7 separate regions of the Mus musculus genome follow, and all the other regions are linked to region 1. Evidence: chromatin contacts called from public Hi-C, HiChIP or PLAC-seq and promoter capture Hi-C data. All regions are on one chromosome and are shown on one strand. Each heading gives the region's core, a stretch centred on a gene start, on an enhancer-like site or on the middle of the called end of the contact. The rest is flanking DNA. Distances are from core to core; before and after follow the strand shown. Region 1 holds the start of Adamts17 (a disintegrin-like and metallopeptidase (reprolysin type) with thrombospondin type 1 motif, 17). Region 2 overlaps Ttc23 (tetratricopeptide repeat domain 23). Region 3 has its middle 18 kb from the start of Gm34079. Region 4 has its middle 22 kb from the start of Gm33926. Region 5 has its middle 3.1 kb from the start of Gm33926. Region 6 holds the start of Mef2a (myocyte enhancer factor 2A). Region 7 overlaps Lrrk1 (leucine-rich repeat kinase 1).

Region 1 (2,743 bases), core at 102-2,601:
AGTTCCTCTCTTGGTCTTACCTTTTCAGCTAGCAAAAATGAGACTAACCATGGCCTGCCTGGGGTCCCCTCCTAATGTAAGAAGGCTCAAGGGACAGAAGAGAAGTGCTTAGATACCCCATTCCTAGACAGGGAATGAACACTTTAGAGCTTCCCCATAACGTGCAGAAAACATACACACCTGTGCTGATGCTGTCAGAGTGGGAACGACAGGTTCATATTCTTTCCTCTAGGTGAGCTATAGCTAATTTCTCAATGCAACCCCACCTCGGCCAGGTTCAGGACACAACAGAAGCCAGGACAATAACAGGCCTTCCCCTGTGTTCTCTCTCCTAGGAAGGCACAGTCTGAAAGGGCCAAGTGAAGGAGATGGGAAGGTAGGTCTTCTCCCGCCCAGCCCTCCGCGGGACCACCCCAGGAGAAGTAACAGACTGGGCAAGGCAGACCCATAGGGGGCGCGGGCAATACCAGGCCGCCGGCGGCGCCGCAGGCGCTGAGGGAGACGAGGGAGCCCGGGTGGCCCAGGACTCGTCCGGAGTAGAAGCACAGCTCGGCAGGATGTCCGCTGCGCCCCGAGACACCCGCCTCCTCCACCTCGAAGCCTGGGGACAGGAAACGCAGGTCGCGATGCAGCTGCAGGTATAGGTCGCGCCCAAAGGCCGGCAGGTGCAGTAGCAGGGCGCGCTCTCCTTGCCCTGCTCGATGGCCACCTGGAGATGCTCGCGGTCGCCGCCACCGCCGGAGCCCCGCTGCTCCCGGCAGCAACTGCAGGTGCACGTCCTCGGGGCGCAGCCGCCTCGGGAGCACCACCTCCACGTCGGCCGCCGCGTCGCCGACAGCTGCGGGGAGAGAGGACACGCGTCAGCACCAGCCTGGCCACCAGGGCTGCCGGCCGCTCCGGCGCTGACTCGCAAGGCTCCGTGGGTATCGCGCAGCCGTGACCCCGCACTCCCTTCCCTCCCCGAGCCGGGCCTCTCCAAGCTGGCGAAGCCACTCGATCGCACCGGGGGTCAGCTCGCCATCCGCGTGCCGAGAGGGAACCAGAGACCAGTTCTCCGGCCGCGGCCTTCACTCTCCTCCTCAGGGGATGCTGTCAGCGGTCCACCTATGCACCCGGGCGCCGGGATGCTTCGGGAAGGCACCGGGAAGGTGGCCGCGAGAGCTAGGAACGCTACCTGTGCCCGGGTCCAGCCCCCACACCAGCAGCAGCAAGGACAGGACGAGAGGGGGCAGCAGGGTGCCGTCACACATGGTACTTGGGACCAGCAGCCCCCAAGACTGTAGTGATAGAGCAGGGACTCGCGAGGCGGCGAAGCCAACCGGAGTGCAGCCCTGCAGCCTTTGGAAAAAGTAATTAGCGCTGCGGACAAACCCAACATGGTAAATACTAAGCCCCACCTTCTCCTTGGAAAGTAGGCGGTGATTGGGCTTTTGCTTTTCTCTGCCCCGCCTTCCCTGTCCGTATTGGTTAGGGCCGGTCGAAACCAACGTGCGTAGTTAGGTTGTAAGCACTTTCTTACACGTGGTTTCTAGGCAGTAGGTAGGCTGTGACACCAGGTGGCAGGCGCGAGCCGGCTCAGCTGCAGCATCTTGGAGCAGCCAGGAGGACACCAGCCTGGTCTTCAGTTTGTTCACATTTGGGAGATCACCTTTGAGGCTTCCTAGGAAGATAGGCCAGACCAACCAGTTCAGTACAAGAAAAAGAAAATCTCTATGTATTGAAGTGACTCCTATTTTTGATTAGTTTGGGCTGGAAAGACGCAGCCCAGTGTTCCTAGCACACCTGAATTCATGCCTGACTTCTATATCTATGGTGTTTGTCCACACCCCGCAGGCTTCTTGCAGTCTATACTTTCACAGAATCCAAGAAGGTGAGAGCATAATAACACTCCCCTGAAGACTGGGAAACTGAGAAAAAGGAAATGTAAGGAGCCTGCTTAAATTGGACAGCTAGTATCTGTCAGAGCCGTGTCTTGTGTCTGTGATCCTGACTTTAGGTCAGGTGTGTTTAGGGAGGTATATTAGCTGCGCTTTGCATCGCAGGACCCTGGAGAGCTGAGAGGCAGAGCCTGAACTTGAACCCAGCCTTTCACGAACAGAATGAGTGTTCAATTTTCCAGCAGAATCTAGCCAGATATTATCCCTAGCAGACCCCTATGGGTAATCCCATTGGCCTCTTTAAAATTGTCCTACAGATAGCAGGACTGACTGAGCACAGGGATACCACAGCAGTCACAGATGGCTCCTCATCTCTCCCTTTTTGTCTGTTTGCTTGCTTGTTTTCAAAAAGGCCCCTACTCACCCCTCATCACAGGATCCAGACTTCATCACAGGGCTGAATTACCAGAAAGCATCCAGAGACGAGGTAAACACTGGTGAGTTTCCCTAAGTTTGGTGCCCCTGTCCTGGTAAGCTGTCTGCAGCTCTCCACAAAGGCGTATCACAGAATGTGCTGCCGAGCCAGTCTCTGATCTAGTGGCTGTCACTCACCGGTTGGCACCCTCGGGTGACTGGCAGCATGGGTCAGGCTCTGTTGGTGGCTATGAATGAGTAGGGCTTTGCCTCACTTGACCATGAGAATTTGACTGTGACCTCAACCATGTCATGGGAAACAGGAAGAAAAGGAGAAGCCTTAGCCCTGTGTGAGTGTGTGTGTGTGTGTGTGTGTGTGTGTGTGGTCAGACAGCAGCTAGCTATTCTGACAGCCCAGGAATGTTTTTCTTCTGAGAGTTGTTCAGTTTTTT
Region 2 (2,743 bases), core at 75-2,574, 850 kb before region 1:
ACGGTGCCCAGACTGATGTCATACTTAGAATTTTGTGTAAAGAATAAAGCCTTCATTAGTGTCTTAGTCAGGGTTTCTATTCCTGAACAAACATCATGACCAAGAAGCAAGTTGGGGAGGAAAGGGTTTATTCAGCTTACACTTCCATACTGCTGTTCATCACCAAAGGAAGTCAGGACTGGAACTCAAGCAGGTCAGAAAGCAGGAGCTGATGCAGAGGCCATGGAGGGATGTTCTTTACTGGCTTGCCTCCCATGGCTTGCTCAGCCTGCTCTCTTATAGAACCAAGACTACCAGCCCAGAGATGGTCCCACCCACAAGGACCCTTGATCACTAATTGAGAAAAGGCCTTACAGTTGGATCTCATGGAGGCATTTCCTCAACTGAAGCTCCTTTCTCTGTGATAACTCCAGCTGTGTCAAGTTGACACAAAACTAGCCAGTACAATTAGCTTCTCAAGAGATCTGAAAATTTTAGCACAAGTCTTATTTGGATTATTTCTAATAAAATGAATTATGCCTGTGGTAGAGCCACAGCAGATGCTCAGGTGGTGAGAAGCGCCACTACCCACAGAGCACCTGGAGCAGGTCTGAGCAGCCAGCTGTCAGTGAGTGCCCTTAGCTGGTGTGGACCGAAGCCACATCTTCTGGTTCTACCACCTTTTGTAGAGTACAAATGCTCTGATTTCATGAACCTTTGCTAATCAAAGGTCCCTACTTTTGCAGCTGAGATGCTCTGAAAACTGAACAAGAGAAATGTGCCACTCAAGTGTCAGAGAAGTGAAGAGTGATTCCGCCAGCAGAGCTGGGGTCTTCACGGCCTGCAAACAGAACAAAGCAGCTGTACCCACAGCAAGGAAATCTTGTGACTTTTTAGTTTAGATAATAAGGTGTGATTACTAACATCTCTCAATGTGGAGTTTCACAAACAGGAACATTTGCCTGGCTTTCCCACAATCCCAGCAGGCAGGCAGGCAGGCAGCACTTCTTTTAAGTTCCTGGAACTTTTCTTGTGCAGTGGCTCTGTTGGGCTTCCTTTATTTTTTTCCATCTTAATGGGCTACTTCTTAAAATACTGTGGAACTTTTCTGCATTCTACTGAAACTAAAACGTCTTTTCCTCTGTGTGTATTTTTCTCACTCCAAAGGGATGAAAGAAAACCAACTGTGAAGATAACAAACCCCCATTTGTGTATATTTAGTAAATGCCTACTACCCACGGTTTCCTTGGAGACCTATGGCCACTCTGTACCCTTCCATTCCTCAGGTAAATCTCAAGAAAAGGGAACAGTGATAAGTAGTTAATAATTACTATAAATAAGTAAAAGCCGTTTACCCTGGCAGTGGGCCTGGAGTTCACAAAGCACTTAGTATTTTGGAACCTGGAGGAGTTCTGCTAAGTGGAAAGTGTCTTTGTAGATTTGTTGTTGTTACAGGGGCTGGGTGACTAGTCTATAATCAAAGAGTACTAAACAGAGAGTCTGGACTCCAAGCCTGGTTTTCTGACTTCAAATTCAATGCTATTTTTGCTTTGCCAAATCTCTCCTGGATTTAAAACACTCTTTAATCTTTATTAGCCTTAGGAATAAATAAAAATAATAGTTAACTATCAAAATTGCCAAGTACTCTAAAAGCAAGTGAATTCTTCTATAACCCAGGGAAGAAAGACTTTTAACTTAAATTCTAAATCTAAGTGCAACAAAAGATAAAAATTGGAACATATGGAGACAAATGAATCAGAAAAAAATCACCAAGAAGCTCAGCATGGTTGCAATACACAGACAATCATTAAAAAGCATTTATTTTTCTTTATTATCAGTGAATACTCAGAAAAAGAAGCTAAGGAAACCATTCCTCCTATAATAGGCATCACATGTAACAAACATGTCTGACAAGATGGCTCAGCACATAAAAGCATTTGCCAAGCAAGTCTTAGATCCTGAGTTCGGTCCCAGAAACCCAGAACCCAGCGAGGAAGAAGAGAACCACGTTTTAATGTGTGTGGCTGTACTCACACATATACCTCTCTGTCTCTGTCTCTGTCTCTGTCTCTGTCTCTGTCTCTGTCTCTCTCTCTCTCACACACACACACAAATGATTATGAATAAAAATGCAATGCCTTTCAAAATTCCAGCACAATTACTTGTGGGGAAGAGGTGCAGAGATTGACAAGCTGATCCTAAAATTCCTAGGAGAACACGAGGAGTTTACAAGAGTTAAAACATTCTTGGAAAAGAATAACAAAGTAAGAAGATCAGTTACTGATTTCAAAACTTAGATCCATAGAATAGAGTTGATAGTCTAGAAATAAGCCCTGTTACTTATGGTCATTTGATTGTGACGGTCATGCTGAGGTAATTCCATAGTGAGTGTATAAGCTTCTCAATAAACGGTATGCTGAGATAACCAGATAGCCAAATGCAAAGAGGGAAGTTGATCCTTTACGAAGGACCACACAAAAAAATTCAAAGGCCTTGTATGTCAGAACTAAAATCCATGAACTGTTTTAAGGAAACATAGATACAATTCTTTGTGAACTTAGATTATCCTGTGGTTTCTTAGATGTGAAGCTAAAAGAAAAAAGAAAGAGAAATAGACAAATTAGACTTAGTTAGAAGTAAAAGCTTTTGCACTTGGAAGGACACCATCAGGACAGTGGCTGGAGGCAATCATTAGCTTCATGCCTCTGGTGGGCATTTAGGCTCTGGCACCAGGAAATGAAAACAACTCCCAGAGAAGAACGGA
Region 3 (2,743 bases), core at 93-2,592, 660 kb before region 1:
TACAGAAAGGCCCTTCCAGAAAAACCCAAGAGTTTTACATGGAATGTTTCATGTGGTGGTCTTCACTAGAGCCTTTTTGAGAACATGCCGTCCAGTACCTCAGCTTCAAATGGCCACTGTAGCTGACAAGACAATGCTCACTCCCAAGCTTTGACTGTGAGGCTGCTTGCTTTCCGAACCTGCTGCTCCTTCCTAGCAAGATTGTCTGATGCTATTTGTACTTATACAAAAATTCTCCACCCAATGATATCCTGGCTCCTCTGAAACACACACACACACACACACACACACACACCCCAAATGCAGCTGAAGTCTGGGAAGAAGTCACACTCAGACCAGCAACGAAAAGGAAACTTAAAACCACCTAGGACTCACCACTCTGTACAACACTATAAGAACAAAACAAAACAAAACAAAACAAAACAAAACAAAACAAAACAAAACAAAAAGTCTTTCCTAAAGGTTTGTACTCAGGTGAACGCCTGGATATCTGCACTCGGAGGTAGAGATGAAGATTCTGATCCATGTTCATTATCCAGAGTTGAGGACTCTAATACATGTTCATTATCAGGAGTTGAAGCCAGACTCAGCTACATGTTCATTTAAAGATTCCTCCCTGCTCTGCTTAGGGAAAAAAAAATTGAGGGCATAAATAATGAATGAATGAATAACTAGCTGTCATGCTGATGTCGAGTCTAAGAAGCAAGCCACTGTACTCTCAGACTCAGGGAGCCTGCTCTCTAGCTGTTCTGGCCTATATAGAGGTTTAAGAATATCCAGACATGTATCTGTTACATGAAATAATCACCTTGGTCCTAAAAATACTCTCTTGCTACTAATTCAATTAAAAAAATGCAGTGGGAACGCTTAATGAAGCTTTCTAGGTGGTTAAAACTCTGCTGCCAGAAAAAAATCCTATTCTTAGAACCTCACAGTCAAATGGCAGGAAACAGAAGGTACACCCTCGGCAGAGAAGTGCCAGCTCTCGAGCACATCTTGTGAGACCTCACTGAGCAGAGCTGAGGCAGGGCAGCTGCACAGGGCTTTCGTGTATAGTGTTGTGCCCCTCGGGGAGAGGGCAATTGATGAGAGGCCAGATGCCCTTGGGACACTCAGGACTAGTTGAAACCATCCTACCCCACCTTGCTTTGATGATGCTGATGGATAAGATAAGTTTTCATTTTTCAGCACCTGGTGTTAACAAGGCAGACTTTACAGCATCAAAACAACAAAGGAAAAAAACCAAAACAACGTTTACAGATTGGCAGTGTATCAGGGAGCAGAGAGCAGCAAGGGAAGTGGGGAGATCTTACAACAGACACCAGCAGTGTGAAAAGATGACTTGCCTCAAAGCCAAGGGGAGACAGAGCGTGCCTTGGTGGGCTTTGTGGAGAGACCCACGGATGGGGCCAGGCTGGTGGGGGGAGTCGATGGAACAGAGCCCCTAGGAGGTGTCACCAAAACCAGCCCCCACCCACTCCTTTCTAGGGTCTCAGCCTCTTCTTCCTGCCGGGCACAAGTGTGAGGCAGGGCACACCTTGGAAGGCCAGTCTGTAATAATGAAGTCCCAATGCTAGAAGGAAGCCAATGCTTCCATGGCTTGAGCCAGCAAGCTGAGCTGTGTACACCGGAATGCCATCCCTCCTTAGCAGTCCTGAGAGAGTGTTGTGGGAACAGATACTTGCACCCACATTAGACAAAGAACATGGAGGAGTTGAAGCTAAAATTTCACAGCCTGATTGCAAGAGATTCAAGGTTAAATTTTACTCATTTACTCTGGGACTGGAGTGGGCTGTACTGAACTGGGGCCCATCCCCAAGGGAAAAACAGACTGACTGTAACAAAAACGGACCACGTGAATACAAGTTCCCAAGAAGGAGGAGGTGAGGGAGGCAGATGTGGCCAGAGAGTCTGAAGGATGCAAAGCCGTCAGACAGGAAACGGCCAGGGAGGAATGCTCCAGACAGAACTGTGTGGTGGGCAGCTCTGAGGTAAGCAGATGCTGGGTGTGTCCTGGGACTGAGGGAAGACAAGTATGACCAGACATGGTAAGAAATGGACCAAGTCTGGGCTAGAGAGATGGTTCAGCCGTTAAGGGCACCGATTGCTCTGGCAAAGGACCGAGGTTTGAGTCCCAGCACCCACATAGCAACTCTCAACTCTCAACCCCCGTTCACAGAATCCGACCCCCTCTTCTGGTTTCTATGGACAGGTCATGTGAGTGAGTCACATATACACACAGAGGTAAAACACCCATACACATTAAAGAAAATGATTTTTTAAAAGTTAGAGAAATCTGCAGAGTCAGGGGCAGTGAGGATATCCAACCACAGGCTAGACCTGCCAACACTGTGTGCCAAATATAGTAGAGGCTTGTGGGAATTCAAGAGATTACCCAAGATACAGGACCTTGGGGACAGGGCTACCCACAAGAAAACCTCACTTTTGGATAGCTCAAAAAGATCAGACATGTATGGATGAGCGAGGAAACGAGAAAGAAAGTCAAAGTAGAGACCTTGGCATCTAGCCCCTACACTCTCATGACTCCACAGTATGGTAGTAAGCTCTCTGGTACTATAACAAAACACCTTGAATAACCTACTTATGAAGGGGGGAAAGGGTTGTTTTTGTTCACAGTGTTGATGGTTGCAGCCTGATTGGCTGTCTCTGTTGCTTTGGCCATGTGGTGAGGCAGCGCACTATGGTGGGAACATATGATGGAACGAAGCTTCCCACCTCATGG
Region 4 (2,743 bases), core at 173-2,672, 620 kb before region 1:
CAGAGAAGGGCTTTAGTGAGGGAGGGAGGGAGATAGGTACCTCTTCAAAGATTGAAGTCAAGATCCCAGGGAGAGCATTCAGGTCACCCCAGGAAGAAACCCCCTCCTTCAGGAGTCCAGGGTGAGCCATAATCCCTGCTCAGAGTCTCATTTCTTTAAACCTAAACGAAGGGAAAGGGGTCACACCCACAGTATCCTCTCAACCAGCACCCTGAGAAGCTGACGGCCGGCTGACCAATGCGCAGGGGCAGGGACATTTTGACCTTTGTTCCCTGCTTCAAAATGAAGTAGCACAGGGCTTGTGGTCACATACCTGCTGAGTGAGTGATGGGCTCCTTGGGACACATATGAAGAAAGTCACAAGCCTAAAGAGGGGCTGTGCACTCAGGAATGCTGTCCTTTCCCTCCTCCCCTCAAAGCTGTGACCCCATTCTCCTCGCTCCATCCTTTATGCTCTCCCTCCATCTCTGTTTTCCACAGAGGGGAAAGGCGTTTTGATTATGAAGCATTTCTGGGGCTGCTTAGGTCTGCCAAGTGCTGGGCTCTTCGTTAGCCCCCCTTCTCAGCCTCTGCCTGAGTGGAGACAGCAGCATTATCTCTTCATTACAGGTTTAGGAGCGCTGACCAAGAAAGGTCAGAAGGCTGCCTGCCCAAGGTCAGACACCCTGCAGCCCAGGGTATGACGGAGGCCCTGCCTGATTCTCCAGCACGGAGCTTGGGAGCATTTGGGCCACAAGAGCTGGATCAGAGCTCCAGTCAGTCTCTGGAGCCAGAAACTGCTGGAGGGAGACACGGACACCCACTGGAAGAGGTGAGGCTGCAGATGTGATCGGCGTGGGGAAGTCAGACAGATAAGAGCTGAGGGACCAGACAGGCAGGCTTCAGTTTTGGTACTTAGACTAGACTTTTAACCCACAGCCCCATGCAAATTTGATTCATTGGACAGTCAGAGAAGAGTATGGAAAAGGAGGCCTTCAAGCACAGGGCTACATCCACAGGGCTCATCAAAGATGCTCGAATGAGTCTTCCCGGTCAGGGACTCTGCTCCTGATGGCACAGCTTTTGGATGTGTTCTCTGCTTTTTGTATCCAGGACACTCTGGAGTGGAAAGCCTATTCTGCCCTCTAACAGCCTGTGGGCAGGGTCACTGTGACCTGGCCATGGGAGTGTTGGAGGAGAGCCAGCCCAGAGTTGTCACAGTCCACTGTGGCCAGCAGAAAGCCCACTCTACTCTTGCCCCAGAGCCTGCCTCACCACCTGGGTTGTGTTCCAAGCAGCTGGGCTTTGGGGAAGCTGGGACTTGGAGAGAATCCATTTGACCAGTGAGCTGCACGTGGCCGGGTGCCGGGGCGCCTGGGGAAGTGTGGTGTTCCAGACATGGTCACCGCCCTGTCTCCTCACCACTTCCTGCCCGAATGCAGAAGCTGAGTCTGACTGGGGTAGGGATCTGGTGACTAAGGACAGAATGGATGCTAGGGACAGCAGAATGGGGAGCTCCAGGTTCGCAGTGCTCCCTCTCACAGCTCCACAGTGCTCCCTCTCACAGCTCCATCTGCCTCCCCCGCACCTGACCTCCTTCTGCAAGAAGCAAATCTTCTATCAGGTTAAATGCCTGCAGCTGGGTGTGCTCAGGAGACAAAGAACAGAAACTGAAGATGTATGGTGTAGGGTCCATCAGAAGAGAGCCTCTTGGGTACGCTCAGCTTTTGTTGGAATCTGCTCTTTATCTGGTCGAGCCCTACAGTTAGGCTCTGACATATATCCCTTGTCCCCAGCTGCTAGGAGCTGGGTGGTACATTCACCCACATCCTGATCTCTCAGCTACAGCACAAACCCCCTTGACTAAGCCTTCTTCTGCACAAGGCAACTGTAGGCCAATGGGGAGACAGTCCGGAAATGTGTTATGTCTGCCCTGTTCTCCCTGGATGAGCAAGCTGACCCCCCATGACATTACTTGCCAGGGGATATGGCAGAGATGAAACTAGAATCAGGTGCACACAGAAGCATTTCCTGGTCCTACCCCATGGCTGACTTGGTTACCTGCAGAAGACTCCAGGAATCTGTGTGGACTACCATATCCCCCAACAGCCAGCTTGGTTCTGTTGTACACCAAAGCCCAAGAAACTCTTCCTAGCCAAGGAAAGGGCAGACTGTGGAGTGTCATGGGCAGCCGTCCCATTATGAGGTGACCTTCAGGTTCTAATTGGGAACCAACCGTAAGACAAGCCCTCCAGAAATTTTACTCTACCCTGAGACAGTTGAAAATCCTGATGCACAGCCTGAACCCCGCCAGCGAACCCCAGATTACCGAGGGTTAGACCCAGTTTCCCGCACTTAAAATTTTAAATTAATACATATAAATCTAAAACTTACACACATTAATGGGGAACCATGGAATGTGTCCTCATTGCTTAGTGTTTATCTCCTTGAACATTTAGGCATCAGCACACTTTCAAGTTCCGGAGGTGATTCTGATGAGGCCAACAGCCACCTGCTTGCATGCTTTCCAAGCCAGCAGGCATCTCATCCTGCAGGAGGGCTGTGAACCAGTCAGACCCTTTTCCTTAGGTTCTGTTTTAAGATCTGCATTTCTAAGATGCTCCTAGGCAATACTGGTGCTTCAGGAGTGAAGCCAATGAGGTAGAAGAAGAGGCAGAGGAAAAGCCACACGTAGATCCCAGTAGCCATCGTTAAGGTGTGACGGAGGCTTTCCAGAACAGGTCCTACCTGGTCCTATTTACCT
Region 5 (2,743 bases), core at 147-2,646, 600 kb before region 1:
GATGCCCCTGCATAGGTCAGAGTTCCCTGGGGCAGCTGGTCCTGGTTGGGACCTGGGAGGCTCGCTCCCTGTGTGGAGAGCCCCAGGGCTGGAATGCCAGCTTGTGAAACCCCAGCCAGCTGACCTTTTGGGATGGTGAAGCCACCTGTGTCTTAGAGGCGGGGGATGGGGGTGGGCTGTGCAGAGAGAGCCAAGGGAGGTGCCAGCTGAATACAGCTCTGTCATTCACCCTGGCTTCTAAGCCACTTCCTTTCCAGGTTTCTCTTCTTCCCTTTCGCATCCTCAGCCCACACCCCACAGCCAGTGGCTAGATAATGAGAGCTGAAGCTCATCCTGTGTTCTACACGTGGGCTTCCCCAGTCTCTGCAGACCCCTCCCATCCTGCTGCTCCTCCATCCCTGAGACTTTCATCTTTCCATCTCAGCCCAGCTTATTGATGGCCTTAGGGCTCTCTGGCCTGCATGACACTCTATCTTCTTAGACTTCACCACTGCCTGGCATTCTATACACACACAGCTATAATATTCTATGTACTATCTAGAATTCAAGGGCCGAGGGGGGCAACTCTAGGCCTGATGCCAAGGGAACGCTCAGGAAGTGTTTGTTGGAAGAAGGCATGAGAAAACAACTCCAGAGAGATCAGGTAACTTGGCTCCATGCCACAGAGCTGGGGAGGAAGGGTGAGCACCCATTGCCTCTGGTTCCTGGGTACCCTGGTGTCTGAAACACCACCTCTGTGCCCCATTCACTGCTCAGACACCCCTCCCTGCCCTCACCTCCACAAGAAATAATCTACCATTGCTGTCAATCACCCCCTAACTCCCACCCAGGCAGTATCACCAAGAGGCATCAGGAAGATCAAGGGACCCCACTAGCCCAATGCATGTTTTTTCTTAACTGCTGAGGAAGAAGATGACCATGTCCCCCATGAGCCACAAGGGAGCCTCCTCCTGTGGGGTGCTTCTGAAACCATGCCTGGCGGCCCATTGAAGATGTGCAGGTGAGCCTGCTGTACCTGTCTTTAGATTTGGAATCTAGGTCACCCTTGGCTGTTCCTCCCTCCTCCCTTAGAAGATAAGCGAGATCTTTCTTAGGGTCTCCTAGCGAGGAGACAACAAGGGCAATGCCCACACCCTGCCTGGGCTGTCAGGAGCACTTCATTTTGGAGCCAATATAATTTATGAGATGCAAATGGATTTAGCATTTTAAAAAGGGGGGAGGACTTGGAAACGGAACAAAGTGCATTTTACACCCTATGCTGAGGCGTGTTTGGGGTTCCATTAATCATCTCAGACTAAAGAGATTTAATCTCCCGGCCAGCCAGGCTGGAGAGAGCCTGCACCTCTCGCCCAGCCCAGGAGGCCAGGCTCGGCACTTCGGGCACTGGATGCCGGCCTGCTCTCTCCGTGCAGGCTTCAGCTGCTGGTGCATCGCCCTTGCTTTCAGCTCTTGTCTGAGTCACACAGGAGATGAAATTACAGAGGTTTCTGCACGGGATGAATCAGTAAGAGCAGGATCAAGCCAAATATTTGGACAAGCCTTGCCCTGCAGGGCGAGGGAGCAGGCTGAAGACCCTGCAGCCAGCATGCACCCTGCCTGCCACAAGCTGGAAGATTGCTTTCTGACAAAGTGCTGCTGTGGGGCTGGCTGTGGCTGGCAAGGGAATTAGCTCAGATCCAGAAAGGCAGGCTGCAGTCAGATTTCCCAGCCAGAGCTGGGGGAAAGAGAGTGTGAGCAGCGTGTGCCTTGGAGCTGTGCTTCACTGTGTTACTAGGCAGAAGGGTCTTGACAGGGCGCAGTCTGCAGGCTGAGGAGCGTGGGCAGGGGAGGAGATGGCTGCCTTTGAGTCACAGTATCTGCCTTCTCTTTCTGGAAGTCTTCGGGTGGCAGGTATGGTACTCACTACCCTTCCTGACTAGACTTGGTGGAAGATAGTGGCTGTGAAACTGAAGCTGGGCAGCTCAGTTCATTGCTAAGACTTCACTACTGTGATGTCTCCCACCAGAGGCCCTTAATTGTTACCTTCCGAGCCTCAAAGTTACTTTTTGAGGCTGTTCAGAACAATAAAACCAGTAATAAAAACTGTTACCTTAAGTCTGTCTGGAATCCTTAAAACAAAACAGGTTTGGAACACTCTCAGGTTTATTAAGGATTTCTCTCCCGTGCAAACAAGCTTCCAGGTCCTCTTCACTGAGGAACACGAACCTCCAACATGAACCTCCTCTTGATGCAGGTGACATGTACTCGTGGACTATGTGACTAGACTTCCCCTACTTGATGCTTCTCCTGAAAACCTCGGAGACTTCCCATTTTCTCATCTTGCAAATGAATAAACAGTCTTGGGAGGTTATGCAATTCTCCAGGGTCACATGGCCAGCAAGGTATACAGCCAGAAACGTAAACCTAGGCAACCAGACACCAGCTGGTAGTCTGCCTCCGGGCACCTCTAACGTTATTTGAACCCAACAGCAAAATAACCAAGGAAACCAATTCAAGCAAAGCCTACAGTTTCCAGCCTTCAGTAAGTGTTCAGACCCAGAAGATGTCAGATTCAGTGATTGCCTTCAGGATCCTGGCCCATTCTCCAAGCTCAGAGAAGGTCTATAAGGGAGATGGTTTCCCCAGACACAATGTGGTCCTCAAGAATTAACCAGGCCGGGCATGGTGGTGTATGCCTTTAATCCCAGCACTTGGGAGGCAGAGGCAGGCAGATTTCTGGGTTCAAGGCCAGCCTGGTCTACAG
Region 6 (2,743 bases), core at 97-2,596, 530 kb before region 1:
TCTCTCCAGCACATTGCCTTGTTGTCCTTGAGGGAGGAAGCCAGAGAGCCTCCAGCTTCCTTTGTAACTTCCCAGTTCCTCCGCACATCTGCTCACCCACCCCCAAAGACTTGTTTTAAAGCCCTAACCACAGAATTGAGCCTCTCATTTTCGAATGAGGGTTTGTGCCCATTGCATGGGCAGCTCTGGGTTCGGATACCAGCCATCACATTCTTATTACCTCTACAGCGGTAGCAACTTTTGGGGGTGAGGACCAGCAGAGAGTCACCCCCATAAGCCTTCTCTGGACAAAATCAGTAAGTTAACAAAATACAAGTGCTGTCTCAAAGACATCTTTTCCCCTCAGAAAAATCAGTTCGTCGAGTAGTTAGGAATTCAGATCCTTATGGCCCTTCTCTGACGCTGTGTGACCCTGCGTGGTCAGAGTGGTTCTCAGTTTTCCTTTCTTATCTGCCGAATGGGAACAGAAAATGAGGTGAACTTCACTGCGATGTGAGTACTAAGTGAGATACAGTTTACCACTAATCCATACTAGCTAGTATTAGTAGCCCAAATAGGCAGGTTGCCTCATTCTCAAGGTGTTTCTGCTTTCCAAGCCCCTGCTGGGATTGGGTGGCCAGGGACAGCATCCAACTGCTGGCCCGGCGGGGGTGACCCAGCAGCTGTCCAGGCCTGGACACAGGTGTGGCCCCGACCACAGTGAGGGCGTGGCGAGCCGAGGTTTGGGCAGGCCCGGCGCACACGAGGGCGGGGAGCTGGCCTCGGTCCCGAGCACCGCACAGGGCGTCTGGGCCGTCCCGCCGGGTCGGGCCTCTCGGCTGTGGTCACGGACCAAGCGCGGGGACTAGTCACGCGCCGCGTCACCGGAGCCGTGGGCCCGGGCTGGACCAGGAGGCGGCGGGGGCGCGACGCCACCGGCCCGCCACGCCCAGGCCCTCATCAAGTGACCAGTATCCCTTCCAGGAGAACACGGTCCTTCAAAGAGGGAAGCGCGCTCCAGGCTGCAGCCCCGGCGCCAAGCAGCCGTCATCTCCTTCCTGTGCCGGGTGATCTGTCGCCTCACCCACCCGGAAAAACATAGTCCGCCCCTCTTGTCCTTGTGCCACAGCGCTAGCTGTTGAGAAGGCGCGGCTCTCTCTGACTAGTCCCTCGTCTTGTCCATGACAAACCCTTCAGGACCCACCGAGAGCAGAAATATACCCTAAAAGGAGAGCCCGGGAGAGAAGAAAGAGAGGAAGCCGAGAGGAAGGGAGAGGCGAGGCCCGCGGAGGGACACCAAGACGTCCTCGCAGTGCGCACGCGCGCCGCGAAGAACGAGTTCCGGCCTGGCCGAGGCCTGACTCCTAAAAATAGCCCCGGTGTGGGGATCCGTGCGCGGATGTCCCGGCGAGTCCCGGGCTGAAGGAGGCGGCTCCGGGCGGCGCGGAGTGCTGTGGCGGGCCGGGCCGGGGCTGCGGCGTGTGCGCGCCCGCCGGCAGTAGCGGAGACTCGGTGAGGGGCCGCGGGCGGCGGGGATGTGGCGGCGGCTGGGAAGGGGGTCGGGCCGCGCTGGGAGTGGGGGGCACTACCACGGAGGGGCTGCGAGGCCGAGGAGGGGTGCCCGCGCGGCTCCGGGCGCCGGGGCGAGGCTGGGCGTGGGGCGGCCGGGCCCTCGGGAGAGCGGAGGGGCGCGGCCCCGTGCGGTGGGGGCGGGGTGCCCTGGGGCGAGCCCGGGGGGCTGCGGGCGCGGCGGCGGGGGCCCGCGGGGGGGACTGTCGCGAGCCGCCTCCCTGTGCGCGCCACCTCTGGGGCCCCCAGCCGCGCCGCCCCGCTCCTCCCTGAAAGTTGACGGAGTTCCCAGGGGGCCGCGGAGCCACTCGGTCCATTCCTCCAGCGTCGCGGATCTCGGGGTCTCCCCGCTCCGTAAACCGCCAGTGCGGGGGGCGTCCGGCCCTGTGGTCGCACTTAAAGTTCCCCCACTTCTGCTTCGGGGGGAAGGTTGGTTCACTGGGGCGGGAGGTAGGGGGTCGAACTCTCCCGTGGGGATATCGGCGTTAGGTTGTGTGTCTGGACCTGGCCCGGGCGGTGGCCGGGTTCGAGCACCTGCGGGTGCGGGGAAAAGGTCTTGGGAGTCGGGGCTGCAGAAGGGACCCGCTCCTTGCAATCGGGTAGATCCCGCCTTAGGTCTCAGGGTGAGATGGAAACTTTGCCTTTGGGTTCGATGTCATCTGTTTTTGGGCGGTTGAGGATTAAAGATCAGTGATATTGCAGACAAGTTTGGGAAAGGTGAGCGTTTTCTGAATTAGCATTTCCCCCCTCCCCCTGGAAAAGTGTAACTATCAAATTCTTGCTCACTCGGACCTTAAATAGGTCCCTGAGCTCTGAAGCCCCTGTCATCATGATCCAGAAGGCAACGGAGTGTAGACTGACTACACCGTCGCGCTAACCTGTATGTTTACTGTGAAATTGGGATTCCAGAAATTGAAATTAGAAAGACCTGCTGCGATGTGTTGACAACTATTTTAAAACTAATATTGTATAACAGTTTTCAAGTTTGTAGCGCAGCGCATCGTGTTTCTCTTATGTCTTTCTTGAAACATCCATTACTGTATGACAGTGAGGTTCTGTAAAGCAGTAATTAGGTGTATATTACACAAGAGTACTTTCCCTTTAAGAATCCAGCTGCGTTGTTTTGGCAACTGCTAAGTAGTCTAGTTGTCAGTTTTAAAATCTATGTTACCTTGGCAGTACTTGGACAGTCTGA
Region 7 (2,743 bases), core at 64-2,563, 530 kb after region 1:
ACTTGAGTTCCATCCTCAGGACCCACATGGCAGAGGAAGAGAGCCAATCCCTTCACATTGTCCTCTGACCTCCATGGGTGCTGTGGTGTGGCATGCTCATACAGATATACACAAACACACACGGAGTAAATAAAATATAGTGAAAATTAACACACAGAGTAAATAAAATATAGTGAAAATTAATACACAGAGTAAATAAAATATAGTGAAAATTATTTGGGGGTGGGGGAAGGTGACACCTTTGTGGCCAGTAGCTTCTAGAATATGCAAGGCAGATAATGCATCTGTATTGCAGCCTCCACCCCCAGATCAGAAGGGCTTTCTCTATAAGACTCTTTGCCTATGGCCCAACATACATGCACAACCCTTTTTTGTTCTTTATAAAAAAAAACTTTTAATCTTATTGTTACTAATGTGTGTCTGTCTATTGTCTGTACAAAGGTGTGTATGTGATGGAGTGTGTATAGAATGTTTGTGTGATGTATGTATGGAGATCTGAAGATAACTTTGGGGGATCAGTAGAAGGAGCCATTTGATTCCTGGATGAGAACTGTAAAAAGGAGAGGAGAGCTTGTGTCCCAATATGACCGGAATACTTCCTGCTGAGAGGCCTGGCCGTTGTCTTTTTCCACCTTAACTTGGGTTCTGGGACTCAAACTCAGGTCCCCAGACTTGCAGGGCAAACCCCATTTCCTCACTGAGCCTCTCCCCAGCTTCCCACTTAACCCCTGAACACTGTAAGTTCCAACCATCACCTTGGAAAACAGCTTTCTAAGCCTTCCCTTGCTGCCTCTGGGGCGGATGGTGCTGCCTGTGTGCTTTCTCCCATTTGGCCGGCGTCTGAAAGGCTTGGAGACAAACACCAGGACATTTTCCATCTGTGTTGGGCCTGTTCAGTTCGTGAGACCTGATGGCTGGGCTGTTCAGCACTCAGTGCCAGCTGCCTTTGATCTTTCGGTTCAGCCCTCTGGGACAGGGTTATGCAATGGCTGGCTGTGCTCCCTCGGAGCTTGGTTTGTGGTAATTTTGCCCAGACTAACACAAACAAGCAGTGAGCGCTGTAGGCTTGCTGAACCTGTTTCTGTCAAGTGTGTGGATATCGTTGTCATTTGATGTTTTTTGTCTACTCTCGGTGGCACCCTGTAAATACTTAAGTACTCTGGGTGCCCGTGCACCGAAAATAATAAAACGCATCAGTCCAAATTCCCAATGTATGCCAAGACCAGGTGGAAAGCTTCCGTGTTCATCTACAGTCTGCCCCATCTTTCCCAGCATGCATCGTGCCGCATGCTCGTCTGTCGTCCTATCTTCAGACTTTGACCGCTTCTCTCTGGGCTTGAGTTGATCAGATTTCAGTTGTAAAGAAACGTGTGGCAGTGAGCCCTAGAAAGAGCGTTAAGAACTGGCAGTGCAGATTGCATTCCTCTGTCCTTAGGGTCTAGTGAGGTTAGTGGTACACACCACACTCTTGGTGTGGCTGGTTTCCTTCTACCAGAATGACCCCTGTGAAGGAAGCCTCTGCACCAGCCCCTGCTACCAACCCCTGCCCTGCTTGAGTTCCTGTCCCGACTTCCTTAGATGAACAGGGATGTGAAAGTGAAGGCCAAATAAACCCTTTCTCCCAAGTTGCTTCGGCCCTGGTGTTTCGTCACAGCAATAGAAACCCTTACTAGGACGCATGTCATGATACAACATTCGGAAATGGTTCAGTAAAGAGTGAAGAATTTTGGTTTTATTTTCGAATGTTTTAGTGTGTGTGTGGAGGAGTGCATATGATGAACACAGGTGCCCTCGGAGCCAGAAGCATAGGATTCCCTCAACGCTAGAGTTACAGGCAACTGTGAGCCACCCAACAGCAGGAAGGACTAGGGGTCACACTCAGCAAGTGCTTAACCAGAGAGCCATCTCCCCAGCCAGCCCCAAGAGGGTGTGTTTTTGTGTGTAGAAAGGTGCTGGGAGACATCCCTGGTGATGCTGCTTTGACAGCAGGTAACTCTAGGTCTGTGGGGTCCATTAGGTCCTAGTTCAACTCTTGGCAAACTTTAGATTTTTCTGGACTTAAGTGTTTAGAGTAAGTGGGAAACGTCAGTCATTAGAAAGGAAAAAAGCCGCCAGGGAAATTGAGTGACTTATCTAACACAATTGCCAGAGGCTAGGACTCCTCTCTCTGGATCTTAGTTGTTCATCCTTCTTCATCTACACAAATGAAGAGGGAGATAAAGACTGGAGGAGAACTTTCTGTTGGAAGGGCGGTAAGGCACAGGATTTGGCTAAGGGAGCACAGCACCACCTTGTGGCCAGATATGATCACAGCCGCTGCCAATTGCCAAGGCCAGCTTAACCAAGATTGCTGGTAGCTTTCTCACAGTTCCTGTGGTTCTTACACGTTCCCATTTGTGAAACATTCATTTTTGTCTATATTCTGGCCCTGTAATTTTCTGTTATGAATTTTCTTTGGATATACAAGCCAAAAGAAACAGATTTCTTCTCCCCAGAAACCCAGTTGAGTCTCAGATTCTTTGATATCCCTGAAGAAAACCTTAGTCTTATGTATTAAACCAGGACCCATTTGCTGCCTGGCAATAGCAGATCACTGGGATTTCTGACTTCCTCTTGTGGAAAAAAAATAAGGAACATGTTCTGGGTGTGCCACAGCAAGAAGGTTGGGCTGTGGTTTGCATGTGGCAGAGACTCAGGGCACAGAGGAGTTGATAAGTCTCAGAACAAAACCAAGGGAAGGTTT

Evidence for each region. Promoter capture Hi-C pulls out the DNA fragments that hold promoters and counts their contacts. Hi-C and Micro-C count contacts between places; a contact is called where the count stands out from the background. HiChIP or PLAC-seq counts read pairs in DNA pulled down with a chosen protein or histone mark.
Region 2: a contact with region 1 is called in a promoter capture Hi-C map of liver, with 3 times the contacts expected there. The contact joins the enhancer-like site here to the promoter of Adamts17 in region 1. A contact is called at or near these places in 3 of 39 promoter capture datasets (the C10 cell line, hippocampal neurons and liver), 1 of 484 Hi-C or Micro-C datasets (bone marrow-derived macrophages), 1 of 115 datasets of contacts at active chromatin or transcription factors (astrocytes) and 2 of 9 other capture datasets (embryonic stem cells and liver).
Region 3: a contact with region 1 is called in a promoter capture Hi-C map of hippocampal neurons, with 3 times the contacts expected there. The contact joins the enhancer-like site here to the promoter of Adamts17 in region 1. A contact is called at or near these places in 9 of 39 promoter capture datasets (the 3T3-L1 cell line, cranial neural crest, embryonic stem cells and 4 more), 1 of 484 Hi-C or Micro-C datasets (cortical neurons), 1 of 115 datasets of contacts at active chromatin or transcription factors (astrocytes) and 2 of 9 other capture datasets (adipose tissue and liver).
Region 4: an H3K27ac HiChIP or PLAC-seq map of microglia shows a contact between it and region 1, with 5 times the contacts expected there. The contact joins the enhancer-like site here to the promoter of Adamts17 in region 1. A contact is called at or near these places in 5 of 39 promoter capture datasets (embryonic stem cells, hematopoietic stem and progenitor cells, hippocampal neurons and 2 more), 1 of 484 Hi-C or Micro-C datasets (hematopoietic stem and progenitor cells) and 1 of 115 datasets of contacts at active chromatin or transcription factors (microglia).
Region 5: a promoter capture Hi-C map of hippocampal neurons shows a contact between it and region 1, with 2.9 times the contacts expected there. The contact joins the enhancer-like site here to the promoter of Adamts17 in region 1. A contact is called at or near these places in 5 of 39 promoter capture datasets (embryonic stem cells, hippocampal neurons, liver and 1 more) and 3 of 115 datasets of contacts at active chromatin or transcription factors (astrocytes, microglia and pancreatic cancer cells).
Region 6: a contact with region 1 is called in a Hi-C map of cortical neurons, with 5 times the contacts expected there. The contact joins the promoter of Mef2a here to the promoter of Adamts17 in region 1. A contact is called at or near these places in 6 of 39 promoter capture datasets (cranial neural crest, embryonic stem cells, frontonasal cranial neural crest and 1 more), 9 of 484 Hi-C or Micro-C datasets (CD4 T cells, cerebellum, cerebral cortex and 4 more), 13 of 115 datasets of contacts at active chromatin or transcription factors (the NIH/3T3 cell line, SST interneurons, astrocytes and 8 more) and 2 of 9 other capture datasets (adipose tissue and embryonic stem cells).
Region 7: a Hi-C map of cerebral cortex shows a contact between it and region 1, with 7 times the contacts expected there. The contact joins the enhancer-like site here to the promoter of Adamts17 in region 1. A contact is called at or near these places in 7 of 39 promoter capture datasets (the 3T3-L1 cell line, embryonic stem cells, frontonasal cranial neural crest and 3 more), 1 of 15 datasets of contacts at CTCF or cohesin (embryonic stem cells), 18 of 484 Hi-C or Micro-C datasets (the N1E-115 cell line, cerebellar granule neurons, cerebellum and 8 more), 3 of 115 datasets of contacts at active chromatin or transcription factors (astrocytes, forebrain and pancreatic cancer cells) and 1 of 9 other capture datasets (embryonic stem cells).

What each region holds. Positions count from the first base shown.
Region 1 is chr7:66,838,343-66,841,085 of GRCm38.p6, reverse strand. Adamts17 (a disintegrin-like and metallopeptidase (reprolysin type) with thrombospondin type 1 motif, 17) reads right to left here and starts at 1,351. Exons shown (of 23, transcript NM_001033877.4): 1 at 1,175-1,351; 2 at 468-838. The coding sequence starts at 1,250. It overlaps Gm33627 (a long non-coding RNA gene), which reads left to right and starts at 1,295. Exons shown (of 4, transcript XR_391554.2): 1 at 1,295-1,379; 2 at 2,290-2,374.
Region 2 is chr7:67,687,027-67,689,769 of GRCm38.p6, reverse strand. The region is part of intron 6 of Ttc23 (tetratricopeptide repeat domain 23); the gene reads right to left. Among named protein-coding and RNA genes, the nearest start is that of Gm34140, 29 kb to the left of the region's middle. Within about 2 kb of position 1,324, at least 12 of the 459 cell types and tissues checked have an H3K27ac peak or open chromatin away from gene starts, as enhancers often do. A contact at or near this core is called in astrocytes, where this site is marked.
Region 3 is chr7:67,501,765-67,504,507 of GRCm38.p6, reverse strand. No RefSeq gene overlaps it. Among named protein-coding and RNA genes, the nearest start is that of Gm34079, 18 kb to the left of the region's middle. Within about 2 kb of position 1,342, at least 44 of the 459 cell types and tissues checked have an H3K27ac peak or open chromatin away from gene starts, as enhancers often do. A contact at or near this core is called in cortical neurons and hippocampal neurons, where this site is marked.
Region 4 is chr7:67,460,685-67,463,427 of GRCm38.p6, reverse strand. No RefSeq gene overlaps it. Among named protein-coding and RNA genes, the nearest start is that of Gm33926, 22 kb to the right of the region's middle. Within about 2 kb of position 1,422, at least 160 of the 459 cell types and tissues checked have an H3K27ac peak or open chromatin away from gene starts, as enhancers often do. A contact at or near this core is called in hematopoietic stem and progenitor cells, liver and microglia, where this site is marked.
Region 5 is chr7:67,442,099-67,444,841 of GRCm38.p6, reverse strand. No RefSeq gene overlaps it. Among named protein-coding and RNA genes, the nearest start is that of Gm33926, 3.1 kb to the right of the region's middle. Within about 2 kb of position 1,396, at least 205 of the 459 cell types and tissues checked have an H3K27ac peak or open chromatin away from gene starts, as enhancers often do. A contact at or near this core is called in hippocampal neurons, microglia and pancreatic cancer cells, where this site is marked.
Region 6 is chr7:67,371,461-67,374,203 of GRCm38.p6, reverse strand. It overlaps Mef2a (myocyte enhancer factor 2A), which reads left to right and starts at 1,346. Exons shown (of 11, transcript NM_001291195.1): 1 at 1,346-1,491.
Region 7 is chr7:66,309,676-66,312,418 of GRCm38.p6, reverse strand. All of the region lies in intron 6 of Lrrk1 (leucine-rich repeat kinase 1), which reads left to right. Among named protein-coding and RNA genes, the nearest start is that of Gm45989, 29 kb to the right of the region's middle. Within about 2 kb of position 1,313, at least 113 of the 459 cell types and tissues checked have an H3K27ac peak or open chromatin away from gene starts, as enhancers often do. A contact at or near this core is called in cerebral cortex, forebrain, pancreatic cancer cells and 1 more, where this site is marked.